Regions from separate parts of the Sus scrofa genome. Here region 1 is linked to region 2. Evidence: chromatin contacts called from public HiChIP or PLAC-seq data. All regions are on one chromosome and are shown on one strand. The core of a region is the stretch at or near the end of the contact, and the rest is flanking DNA. Distances in the headings are between cores, read along the strand shown. Region 1 overlaps ETV6 (transcription factor ETV6). Region 2 overlaps ETV6 (transcription factor ETV6).

Region 1 (3,753 bases), core at 539-3,038, 68 kb after region 2:
CCTTTACCTACAAGGCTTGAAAGTGTCTTTTTTTTGGCCACGCCCACGGCATGCAAAAGTTCCTGGGCCAGAGATCAAACCCACGCCACAGCAACAGCCCAAGCCACTGTAGTGACAACACCAGATCCTTTTTTTTTTTTTTTTTTTTTTTTTGTCTTTTTGCCTTTCCTGAGGCCGCACCTGCGGCATATGGAGGTTCCCATGCTGGGGGTCTAATCAGAGCCATAGCCGCCGGCCTACACCACAGCCACAGCCACAGCCACGCCAGATCCGAGCCACATCTGCAACCTACACCACAGCTCAGGGCAACGCCGGATCCTTAACCCACTGAGCAAGGGCAGGGATTGAACCCGCAACCTCATGGTTCCTAGTCAGATTCGTTCATCACTGAGCCACGATGGGAACTCAGACAACACCAGATCCTTAACCAACTGTACCAGAAGAGAACTCCAAACGTGTCTTAAAGGCAGGAACCTAATAAATGATGGCTATTTAACAATAACACACCAATGCTCACGAAGCCCTACTTTGACTGTAACTGTGCCAAGTCCTTCACATGCATTAGCTCACTTAATCTGTTGATTTCTCGTACTCCGTGAACTTGACTAAATGAATGTCGAACTCCCAGGGATGTGTCTACCCAGTTTCTTATGTAGAAGAAAAAAATTGCCAAGCAAACTTAAATTTTAAGAAAACAGATACTGCAGAGCACCAAGAGTCACAGCAGGCTAAGCTGTTGTCATGCAACCTCCGTACCACTCCAAAGAGAACCCAGGCCCCTCCGGACAATCAAGGTGTGCAGAACGGTCTCCGAAGGGCATGTGAGTTCACAGAAGAGAGAATGGTGAATTCTTGACAGAGGTAAACAATAATTTCCTGCTTTGCTGTAACAGCTCCAGGCCCTGGAAGAGTGGCTGAGTAAATAAAGACAAACGGAATCTACCATAAACTCTCTAACCCACCTCCTGTACCCTACCTCCTGGAAAGGAACATGGAACCATCCCCGGGGAACATAAGGCCAACTGGTGTCTGGGAGATGAAGAAGATACATGAGGAGGAGTAATAATTCCATACACTGCAAAACTAGCCCCAGACTTTAATGTAGCTGACGGTTAAACCGAAAATACCAGAACCTTTCTCAGGAGTGAAGGTGATAGAATTTTCTAGGTTCAATCGAAGGTAACATTTTACGCTATTTTACCACACAATGGAATTTTACTTTGGGTTAAATTCAGTGATGAGTACTAACCTTGAAGCTTTCCTTGTGCAAAGAAACTATGTGAATCAACAAATGTCTCCTCTGTGGACTAAATGAAATGTCTACCAATGTTTAGTCTGACTGTGGTTGGCTGTGTTTGAAGAAAGGCTGGCAAACTCTTTGTATGTATATGTAAAGAATGCTTCTTTCAAACTCTTCTTTTAATAGCCGAGAAGAAAAACGCTAGAATCATCCTCTTTTGTTCAATCATATAAACATAATACCCCATTGTATCTTTATTACAGAAACGATTAAGACAAGAATGTACTCTAACTTGCTATGACATTTAAATCAAATTCGACAAAAACCATTTCTCTATGCATTCCTTCCCTCCTGGTAACTACATATATATTCCCATGCACATGAAAATACGTGTGTGTGTGTGTGTGTGTGTGTGTGTGTGTGTGTGTGTGTGTGTGTGTGTGTGTGTGTGTGTGTGTGTGTGTATTGTCGGTTTCTATACATGCATTTCCCACTTCCTGGTTTTTACCCAAAGAAGAAGGAGAAGTATTAAAAAGTCACAAGAAAAAAAAAAAGTTGTCACTTTTATTTTACCCAGAATCAGGAAGTGCCCAAAATCTCAAGAGGGAACCTGCCCTGCAGAAATTAGAGCTCTATTATTAGAGATAAGGATCCATGTCCTTAGGAGCTTCTATCTTTCAAAGGGTCTTTCAGTAGCCTGAATTTTCAGTTTCCTTTTTTTTCTTAGAATGTCCAGAGGCAATTAAGCATAACTGACAAACCAGCCAAAAATTATCACAAAGTTCATTACCAGTGTAGCCTGGATGGTTCTTTCTATTTGCCTTGCCGGGAAGTGAGGCACTGAAAAGTTACACATTACAGAAGATAGTGACTAAAGCCAGCATTCATGGTGAAAAAGTCCACGTGGTTGAATGACAGGCCACAGGCCCAACAGACTCCTAGTGCACTGACTGGCAAACCCTCTGCCTGAAAGCTGTTCCTAGCTTCTGTTCCCCATAGGTCTCAGTTCCCAGGACGCCTCCACCCCACTCCCCCTGAACCCCGCAATTGCCACCACCACCCACCTGGAGCAGTCCCCCTTCCGCCTGAGCCACTCTCTGTCCCATCCCCCACCCAGCACTTGCAGAAATATCTTGTTTTCATTTTACCCATTTCATGTCCATCTTCTCACACTAGAATCTTGACTCCCAGGTATTCAAACCTTCTAGGCCCTTTTTCTTTTTTCCTTTTTTTTCTTTTTAGGGCTTCATCCCCAGCATATGAAAGTCCCCAGGCTAGGGGTTGAATTGGAGCTGCAGCTGCCGGCCTACGCCCCAGCCACAGCAACGTCAGATCTGAGCCACGTCTATGACCTACACCACAGCTCAACATAATGCCAGATCCTTAACCCACTGAGCGAGGCCAGGGATCGAACCCACATTCTCATGGATAGTAACTGGCTGAGCTACAACGGCAACTTCCAGGCCTTATTTTTCTAGGCTGTATCCTCACTGTCTAAAATACTGGGTATCATATTTGAACTCTAGCTATCAATTAGATAACATGAAAGAATTGCCGTTAGCTTTGGCAGGTGTGATAATGACATTTTTTTAAGTCACTTAAAGATACATACTTCGGTATTTACAGATGGCAGTATGGGAGAATTTGTACTTCAAAATAATAGGGAGGGAAAGAGGTGAGAAGAGTCTGGTAGGAGATAAGTTGACGAGATTAGTCATGTATTGATCAGTGCTGAAACCTGGTGATGCGCAGATATAATTCATTATACTGGAGTTCCTGTTGTGGCTCAGCGGAAACAAACCTGACTAGGAACCATAAGGTTGCGGGTTCGATCCCTGGCCTCACTCAGTGGGTTAAGGATCCTGCGTTGCTGTGAGCTGTGGTGTAGGTCGCACATGTGGCTTGGCTCCCGTGTTGCTGTGGCTGTGGTGTAGGCCGGTAGCTATAGCTCTGATTTGACCTCTAGCCTGGCAATCTCCATATGCCATGGATACAGCCCTAAAAAAGAAAAAAAAAAACAAAACAAAACAAAACAAAAAAAACTCATTATACTGTCCTTTATACTTCAGAATATGTGTGACAATTTCTCTAATAAAAATCTTAAATGGAAAAATGAAACAGGTAGTCTTCCCTATATTTAACCGAATACTCATTTGACCTTGGGGTGGAGAAAGCCTGAGTAAAATAACAAAGGGGGAAAAAAAAAAACCACAAAGAATTTTTTGAAGCCAAATAAAATTAGATGCTCATTTAGTTTATCAAATTAGCAATGAGTCAAAGCATGAAACCACTTATGACGCACTGATTTATCTACCACTAAAGAAAAACAAATTTTATCATTTACAATTATTTTGTACTTACTGGAAGAACTTTAGATATATACATGATGGTTACATTCATCTTGGGCAAATATGAAAAAGAAAATAAATAAAATGAATTGGTCAGGCTAGTCCTAAAACATAGGGGCAACTCCCTTGAAGCACTCTGACTCAGCTGTCAATGTCTGTGACAAA
Region 2 (3,342 bases), core at 651-3,150:
TCTCTCAAAAATTCCTCTAAATTTTTACACTAAAACCATGTTTCCTCTTCTCTGGCAATATCCCCAAGCTTCCAATCAACGTAGGAGTCCATACTCAGATCCAGTCAGAGGTGAGCCCAAATGATGGCTTCTAAGTTCTAGATTTAGTTAAATCCACAAGCAAGATTTTTCTCTCACCTACTGTGTCTCTTTACACAACCACCACTACCAAACACCTCCAGCGTTTCATTTTTTTCCCCTTCCCAGCAGGGAGTTATCTGCCACATCAACAGGCATTTCCTTGTCTCCCCCATTTCTCTATCTTAGAATGACTATTTCCTTTCCTTCTGAAGCATTTCAGGGCCCACTCACAGAATAATCCTCATTTAAGGAAGTACTGTTTAATTGAAGATCTTTACTCAACCGACAAAGGAAAGGGGGACAAGAAGACTTGACACCACCTCTGTTTAAATTCAAGCACACAGCGTTTGTTAGAGCAATTAAATCAAGTGGATGAGATGGGAGGATTATTATTCGTTTTCAGTTAAAATGTGGCAAATGATGGCAAGAAACCAACCATTGTGTTCAGCTGGAAGAGGAGGGCAATTTACATCGCAGCTCGACATACCAACTGGTTTGACTTGCAGTCCACACAGAAACATAACTTCCGTTCGTTTCTGTGGTTTAACTGGGCAAAGTAAAGTGGGACACACACGGTCCAAAAATAAGGTGGTGGTGGGGTGGTGGGTGGTGGTAGGAGATCCGTAAGTTGCCATTGTGAAAACAAAAATCAAGAGCAGAAGAAAAAAAAAAAAAACAGATTAAAATAAAGCGAAGGGGGTGTTTACGTTTTGGAAAGAGTTCTCTAACATTTTAGACTCTATCAACTGTGCAAAGGGAAGCAGGGGAGTCCCCCAGCCCTGGACCAAAATGAAGCTTCTCTTCTGCTTATAACCTGGAAAGTTTGGTGGTTGTGGTAGGAAGTTTCAATTTTAAATGAATATATACATACTTTTTTTGTAATTTCCGAATGGAATCACTATACCGTTCCTGAGGCATCCTCTACTGGCAACTAGGGCATTTGAAACACTTCTGTTTAAACGCACTTCTTAAAGTTTCCTAGTGAATTTTTTTTTTGTTGTTGTTGTTGTTTTATGCTTTTACCTGCAGCATATGGAGGTTCCCAAGCTAGGGGTCAAATCGGAGCTGCAGCTGCCAGCCTACGCCAGAGCCACAGCAATGCCAGATCCGAGCTGTATCTGCGACCTACACCACAGCTCATGGCAACACTGGATCCTTAACCCATTGAGCAGCGAGGCCAGGGATCGAACCTGCAACCTCATGGTTCTAGTCAGATTCATTTCCACTGCGCCACCACAGGAACTCCCTCCTAGTGAATTTCTTACTGAAGGGCAGACACCCTCGATTTAAATTTCACCTCTGGATCAATCAAGGTGTCCTATGAAAGGTAGCCCAGAGGCAACACCTTCCACTTCACCTTTTGTGAACTTCACCAAACATCACACATATTTGGGGCAACTCTAACTTAAGGATGAGTTATATTTTTGGTGTTTGGTTTGGGGGTTTTGAGGTGAAAAAGGCAAAGACAAACACACATATGGGAAACATACAAAATATGTTTGGGGGTTTTCAAGGTGAGATAGGCTTTTTTTTTTTTTAAACAGTTAAACATAGTCTGTTTTTCTAGTGTAAAAAATTCTCCATAGGCTTCAACCCTCAACTAACTCCCCACCAATATACGTCTAGCTATCTTATCTACCGTTAACTTTATTCCCAGAAATAGCTTTCTGTTTTGTTGGGGTTTTTGCAGAAGTGAAACTGTTGATGAAGAAAACATCGTGCAGCCAGAGCTTTCAAATGGCATGGCGCGAGCGCGAGAAAAAAAGAAGGTGGCATTTCGTAAGACAGTGACTTTCTCTTAAAGCCAGGAGAAACTGACAAGATCCTGTAACTGGTCCGGACGCGTGAGAGAGGCCACCTCAAGCCCAGCTCCTCACCCTCACCGGCTCCATCGAGGTGGGAGGAACCCAGCCCTCACAGCAGATTTGACTTTGTTTCTTGGGAAGTCGATCGCGAAGCCTGCTGAGAAAAGGGTCGAGGGAGGTGTCACCTTGAAAATGTATACACTCTGACTTGCTACATTATCGTGTTGGGCCTTCTTTTTGTTGTCCTTTCTTTGGAGCAGCCCCCTGTGTGTTTCCATTTGTGCCTGGTCCCCTGTCCTTATTGCCACCTGAGTCCACACGGCACGGCCGGACCCCTCGTGCCCAAACAATTCGAGATGAAAACCGCCACACTATGTCATGATGACACCCCTAAAAAGAAGGCCCGAGACTAAGGGATTGTGGACCTCGAGGGCCGTGTACTCTTGGTGATGGTTTTCACTCAGCAATAGAGCAACACCTTAAGCCTGGGATGGAGGCTCTTTTCAAAAGGTTCGCTGACATGTGGAATCTGAAAAAAAGGACAGACTGAACTTCTTTGCAGAACAGAGGCTGACTCACAGACTTTGAAAAACTTATGGTCTCCGGAGGAGACAGTTTTGGGGGGTGCGGGATGTGCTTGGGCTCTGGGATGGAAATCCTGTGAAATTGTGATGATCATGATATAACTACAGATGTGATAAATTCATTGAGTAATTAAAAAAAAAGTTTCAAGGACGAGATTTGTGCGAAACAAAAGAAACGGTAGGTACTTTGACTAAAGGGGGAAAAAGCAAAATGTGCTTTTGGGCCCTCAAACAATATGCTAGTGGCCACACACCTACAGTGACCCTGGGTTTGTGGCCAGCAGCGGGAAAGGGGACCCCAGAAAGGATGCTGCCCAGTGTGGGCTCCTGTCCAAGGAGAACCAAACTCACACCTGGGGACCCCACACCACAGACGCATCTCCTTTATCTCTCTTTTTGTTCCTCTCTGGGGTGACTGACATGGTTCTCATTCTTTTTTTTTTTTTTTTTTTTTGGCTGCATCTGCGGCACATGGAGGTTCCCAGGTTAGGGGTTGAATGGGAGGAGCTACACAGCCACAGCCACGTGGATCCAAGCCGCATCTGCAACCTACACCATAGCTCACGCATGCTAGATCTTTAACCCACAGAGTCAGGCAAGGATCGAACCCGAGTCCTCATGGATATTAGTCGGGTCCATGACTGCTAAGCCACAATGGGAACTCCTGGTCCTCATTCTTAAATCTACTGCTGTAACCATGCACCTAATATCCACTGTGGCACAATCCCCAGACTGTCAGCCATTAGAAACATGAAATAAATAGCGTCATCTTTGGGAGTTCACATTATGGCTCAGCAATAATGAACCCGACCAGTATCCACGAGGACATGGAT

What was found. HiChIP or PLAC-seq counts read pairs in DNA pulled down with a chosen protein or histone mark.
Region 1: an H3K27ac HiChIP or PLAC-seq map of alveolar macrophages shows a contact between it and region 2. The contact joins two enhancer-like sites. A contact is called at or near these places in 2 of 47 Hi-C or Micro-C datasets (mesenteric adipose tissue and skeletal muscle) and 1 of 2 datasets of contacts at active chromatin or transcription factors (alveolar macrophages).

Annotation. Positions count from the first base shown.
Region 1 is chr5:60,737,258-60,741,010 of Sscrofa11.1, forward strand. The region is part of intron 1 of ETV6 (transcription factor ETV6); the gene reads right to left. Among named protein-coding and RNA genes, the nearest start is that of ETV6, 38 kb to the right of the region's middle. Within about 2 kb of position 1,789, at least 15 of the 83 cell types and tissues checked have an H3K27ac peak or open chromatin away from gene starts, as enhancers often do. A contact at or near this core is called in alveolar macrophages, where this site is marked.
Region 2 is chr5:60,669,186-60,672,527 of Sscrofa11.1, forward strand. The region is part of intron 1 of ETV6 (transcription factor ETV6); the gene reads right to left. Among named protein-coding and RNA genes, the nearest start is that of ETV6, 110 kb to the right of the region's middle. Within about 2 kb of position 1,901, at least 6 of the 83 cell types and tissues checked have an H3K27ac peak or open chromatin away from gene starts, as enhancers often do. A contact at or near this core is called in alveolar macrophages, where this site is marked.